Linked DNA regions of Mus musculus: region 1 is linked to region 2. The links are chromatin contacts, called in public HiChIP or PLAC-seq maps. All regions are on one chromosome and are shown on one strand. The core of a region is the stretch at or near the end of the contact, and the rest is flanking DNA. Distances in the headings are between cores, read along the strand shown. Region 1 overlaps Rai1 (retinoic acid induced 1). Region 2 has its middle 29 kb from the start of 1810063I02Rik.

What was found. HiChIP or PLAC-seq counts read pairs in DNA pulled down with a chosen protein or histone mark.
Region 1: a contact with region 2 is called in an Esrrb HiChIP or PLAC-seq map of embryonic stem cells, with 14 times the contacts expected there. The contact joins two enhancer-like sites.

Annotation. Positions count from the first base shown.
Region 1 is chr11:60,159,520-60,162,219 of GRCm38.p6, reverse strand. All of the region lies in intron 2 of Rai1 (retinoic acid induced 1), which reads right to left. Among named protein-coding and RNA genes, the nearest start is that of Mir6921, 40 kb to the left of the region's middle. Within about 2 kb of position 1,254, at least 28 of the 459 cell types and tissues checked have an H3K27ac peak or open chromatin away from gene starts, as enhancers often do. A contact at or near this core is called in embryonic stem cells, where this site is marked.
Region 2 is chr11:59,890,746-59,893,445 of GRCm38.p6, reverse strand. No RefSeq gene overlaps it. Among named protein-coding and RNA genes, the nearest start is that of 1810063I02Rik, 29 kb to the left of the region's middle. Within about 2 kb of position 1,370, at least 45 of the 459 cell types and tissues checked have an H3K27ac peak or open chromatin away from gene starts, as enhancers often do. A contact at or near this core is called in embryonic stem cells, where this site is marked.

The DNA of each region.
Region 1 (2,700 bases), core at 5-2,504, 270 kb before region 2:
GCATGTAGCAAGGGCCTGCCTAAGCTTTTGCAGACCCTTCTCTCCTCATCTGTGCAATGAAAGTAACAAGCAAGTACAATGTCCCGGCAGCTCCCCTCCCACAGCTCCCAGGGCTACCTAACAAACACCACTGCTTTACATTCTAAGTTCTAACAGCCTCTCCTGCTTTCTCTTCTAGCTCCTTCTTCAATAGATCCATCTGCAACAAATGTTGGGCTAATGCTTGCTGCGGAACCTGAGCATATGCCAGTTATGTTGAAAACCCACAGATCCTATTCATCCTTTCAAACCCTGGGCAGCCACTCTCCACCCCATCCTTTTCTGCCTGTCCCTCTTCCCTGAGTGGGTTCCTGGTACACACATTGATTCTTGTACTCCACTGCAATTAGAGCTTGACACCACTGTCTCCTACCAAACCAGATTCGACAGGGACTAGGCCTTTTGTCTTTGTTTTAAATCCCTGGTGCTTAGATACCGCCTGCAGACAAACAGTCACTCAGGAAAGTCTGGCTGACAGGTGGGTGAGTCTGTAAACAACATCTGCACAACCCTTAGCATCTCTGAAGCCTTTTCCTGTCTTCCCTCTCAGACCCTATCCCTACCCCCAGGCATGGCCTCAGAAAGCCTCAGGGGCCTTTTCTCTGGCCTGGAGCTGGGGTCTGTGAGGATCTTGCAGCAGAGATCAGCAAAAGCAGCTGGGACCCTCTTTCAGCAGGACATCAGCTGTTTCCTTAGCTAAGAGATCCTTCCTTCCCCACCAGCAGCTGGAGAGGCTAGCAGGTGCTCAGGTGGCCAACAAGTATGGCCCAGAAACTGGCTGGCCCAGCCATCCGCCCGGAGCCTCCAGGATTTGGTGGTTGAGTGCAGCTCTACCCGTGAGTCTTGGTAACAGTTGCTATGTAAAATGCTCGAAGGGGGAATTTACTGTCAGCGTTAATAATAGATGAAGGTTTCAGAATTTTTGATGCCTTACGTTCTAAGCCGTTTGATTTATAATGTCTCTGGAAAGAAAGAGATGAGGGCACAGTGAAGGAGGAGGCTTAGGAAGGAGTCAGGAGCTCATTCCTCTCCCAACGATGGCATCCATCAGAGGCCCTGGGAGGGAAAGCCCTGGGGCCATGCACCTCCAAGGACACTAAAACTTGAGGAAGCTTGCACCAGACCTCACACAATGTTGGACCATGAGAAGGGAATCTGAGTCCTGACCCCTCCTGCCGGCACCTGGGGTTGTTTTGGTGGATTGTTGCCTCTCTTCTGAGCACAAGCAGGTGTATCTCAAGTAGGCTCCGGAAGCAGCACTTAAGGGTGCCCACAGCAGGGGCCTTGCAGGGCTGATTACAGGCTCCATGGAGCCAACTTGCAAGTCCAACTTCCCCTGCTTAGCTACAAGTGGCAGAGGCTGCTGCTGGAGACATCTTCATGTTGGCCAGGGAGTCTGCTGCAAAAGGACTCTGCTTGAAGTCCCACTGCCTGGAAAAGCCTCAGAGACCAAGGGGTTACAGATGAGAGGAGCATGGGCAGGCCCTGCACTTCCTGACAGCAGCGGATAGGTCAAGGCTGAGGCACTGTAGCCAGGCTGCTTTGCTGGCAGACACCCAGTGCTATGCTGGCTTCAGGTGCTCTCACACCCTTCACACCTGCCTGTACAGGTGGGAACAGTTCCCACCTAGACTGAGCCTTCTCTGTGCCTGACAAGGCAGAGCTAGCCTAGGCCATGACCCACACTCCTCCAACTGTCCCCACCTGAAAAAACAGGCAGCACCTGGCCCTGCATCTCAGTCCAGAGCAATCTGCCCCAGGTTCCCTTGGTCCTCAGCAAGATGGGGACAGTCCTTTTGAGCCTAATGGACAGGGTGAATGGCACAATTTGTAGGACTGTTCTTCACTGGTGTACACATAATTCTCATAACTTCATCAGTGTCACAGCCTGAGCTGTTATAAAAAAGGAGAAGGGAAGATGATGGCCAGATGTATGCCACATGGTTTTGTACAAAACACTCCAGGGGCCAGCCATGCACAGAGGCCAGTGTACGACATGTACAACCACAGACTTCTTATCAGCGCGGCAGTCTGTCCACACACAGGTCTCCCCACCTTCCAACACCCAGCCCGGGTGTGGTGATTACCCGAAATCAAATGAAAAGTTGTGTACATGCACAAGCATATGTTTCTGCAGAAGATCAAGAACTTTTCTCCAATTTCCAAGTGTTCAAGAGTATCTCCAACTTAAATCTGGACCCAGAGCCCAGGAAAGATATGGTAAAGGGACCTGCTGGAGGCCGAAGACTCAAATGTGTCATTTTATTTTCCAAGTGGTTATTTTTATTCCAACCTGAGATGGGGTCTGGGGAGGTCGTTCAGTCAGCAAAGTTGTGAAAGCACGAAGACCAGAGTTAAATCTCCAGCATCCACAAGAGGAGCCAGGAGAGTTTATAGTCAGTCCTAGCTAGGACTGAAGAGGTGGAGACACAGTGCTGGCCCTACCCAATGAGGAGAGCCTGGTTCCCAGAGAGAACATGTCTCAAAACCTGAGGTAAGGCCAGGTGAGGTGGTGCGCTCCTTTAACCCAGCACTTGGAAGGCTGTCCCTGGAGGCAGCTGGGCAGCTGGCAAGAAGATCAACTCTGCTGACATGCAGACTCTGCTCTGTATCCAGCCTCTTTCTCAACAGGAATCTTGGGAGTTGGGTGCAGTAAATTAA
Region 2 (2,700 bases), core at 121-2,620:
CCTTCTTCTTACAGATATTCAGACTGTGACACTCGGGTTCAGGTTCTGCAGCCTCCTTGAGATTCCATGAACATCCTCCCCCTGTGTGGTCCAAAACCAGAGAGACTTTCTGGGCTCCTGAGAGGAGCGGCTGCACCTTTACCCAGCAACAACCCCAGTTCTGGGAATCAGACATTCCCAGGGACAATGGGAGGGTGGGGCAATAGGAGGGTGGATTTGAATAGTGGTTTTGTTGTAGACAGATGGGCAAAGATTTTGTATTAGGGTTCTCTAGAGTCACAGAACTTATGGAATGAATCTCATCTCACCCCCCCCCCATCTATATGAAATTTATTGGAATGATTTACAGGCTGCAGTCTAACGAAGCCAGCAATGACTAGCCATGAAGTCCAAGAATCTAGCAGTTTCTCAGTCCTGCGAGTCTGGGCATCTCATCTGGGCTTCTGTACTGGAAACCTGAAGAAATAGGCTCCAATGCCAATAAAGGAATGGATGTGCTAGTAAGGCAAGGGCAAGCAGTCAAAGAAAAACAAAACAAAACCAACCAACCAAACCAAAAAAAAAGTCCTTCTTCCATGACCTTATATAGGCTTCCAGCAGAAGGTGCAGCCCTTTCCGCCTCAGGATCTGGCTTAAAGGCATGTGTCTTCCTACCTCAGACCCAGATCACAGGTGAGCCCTCCACTTCTGGACTGTAGTTCATTCCAGAAATAGTCAAGTTGACAACCAAGAGCCATCTCAGTCGGTCAAACAAAAATCAAACTTGAGACAATGAGTTTCTAGTGCCCCAGGCAAATAGCCTCTTGGAGGCATAGCCGTTACAGCCAGTGAGTCAGCTGGGATGATGAGGAACTGATCTGACATCCACTCTCAGCTGACGCCTGCTGAGGGAGGGTCTGGCTCCTGGGGAGTCTGGATCTCCCCACCGGCTGTTTTCCCATTTGCCTGGGCCTCTACTACCACAAGGAAACCAGGATATGACTTCCCTTTGGCCTCTCTCTGTTAGTTACTTCCTTGGAAACTCTGCTGCCACCAAGCACAGGGTTCATCAGGGCAGCCACACTGCTCTGTGGGAGGTCACTCTGGGCAGGTGTACCAAATAATGTTTCTTGGCATCCGGACTTCTATGAGGAGTCATCGACCTCAGATCTAACATGACTCCCTCGAACAGAGGGAGAGAAAGGACAGAGCAAGGGAGGGGGATTATTGGCAGTTGGCTGAAATTTCTTCTGTTCATCTCATAGAAATCATGAAACAAAGTAACTAACGCTAGCTGCCCCGGGCAGTGAGAGTCATCAGCCCTCAGCCAGCAGGGTAAGCAGCTCTCCGGGCAGCGGGAGCAGCAGCCATGGCAACTGTATGGATCTCTCCACCAGTTTATAGCTCCAGGCCTCTCTTCCCACTGCTCTGTGCTGTCTGGCAGTTCACAGCCCTCAGTGCTGCCAGAGGCCGGCAGGGCTACTGCTCAGCCTTTTGAACAAGAGAGAGAAATGGCAAAGAGGTCCAATAACATCATCAGAAAGAGGTTTTCTAGGCTGTCTGCTATGGTGTAGAGCAGCGGTTCTCAATCTGGGGGTTTGTAGATCAGATATTTATGTTACAGTTTATACCAGTAGCAAAATTACAGTTATGAAGTAGCAGCAAAATAATTTTATGGTCGGGGTCAACCCAACCCGAGGAACTGTATTACAGAGTTGCAGCATTCGGAAGGTTGAGAACCACAGGCATAGAGGAAAACAGTCAGACGAAGACTGGACTGCTGATGCACAGCTCCCTGGCTCCCGACCGCAGGCTTTCTGCAGTCCTGCCGATCTGTGCATGCATCCCAGGGACACAGCTGCTTTGGCTGTCAGGGGTTGGGTGGGGCCATCTGAAGGACGGGAGAGGGGTGGAGCCACATGGGAGATCAGAAGCCCTTTTTAAAGATATTTATTTATTATAAATATACACCTTTAATCTCAGCATTTGGGAGGCAGAGACAGGTAGATCTCTGTGAGTTTGGTGCCAGATTGCAAGTTCCAGGACAGCCAGAGCCACATAACAGGGAAAGCCTGTCTCAAAAAACAAAACAAAACAAAACAAAACACTAGAAAGATAAAATAATATATATATGACTATAGAGACCAGAGGGAAACTTGCAGTAGTTGATTCTCTTTTCAATGTGAATGCCAGTAGTCAACCTCAGGTTTGTCAATCTTGGCAGCAAGTGTTTCTACCTGCTGAGCCATCTTGCAATTGTTTTATTTAAACAATCCTCCTGCCTCAGCCATTCAAGAAACTGAGATAATTACATGCCTGTACCACCACACCAGAACAGCGATGTGTGACGATTCCCAAACCGTGTCACTGTCTTGCTTAAAGTGCGTACTTGAGGCTGAGAGGACTCGGCTCATGGTCAGAGAACATTCTTTGCAAGCCTAGAGCTCTGGGTCAAAGCTGAGCTCTGGGAGAAAAGAAATGACATAGACGTGTGTGTCAACATCCTTCATGTAGACAACAGGTAAATTTTGGAACTTTTCATAAGCTCATCAGAATCTTTGCCCTTCTGCTCCCCCACCCCGGGCTCTAAGCACCCACCAGTCTCTCCCCCATTCTGCACGTGCCCATGTGTGCCTGTGATCGTTACATCCCATGACCAAGCAACTCAAGGAAGATGCAGTTTACTTCGGCTCACTTTCAAGGGGATGTGATCCATCACGA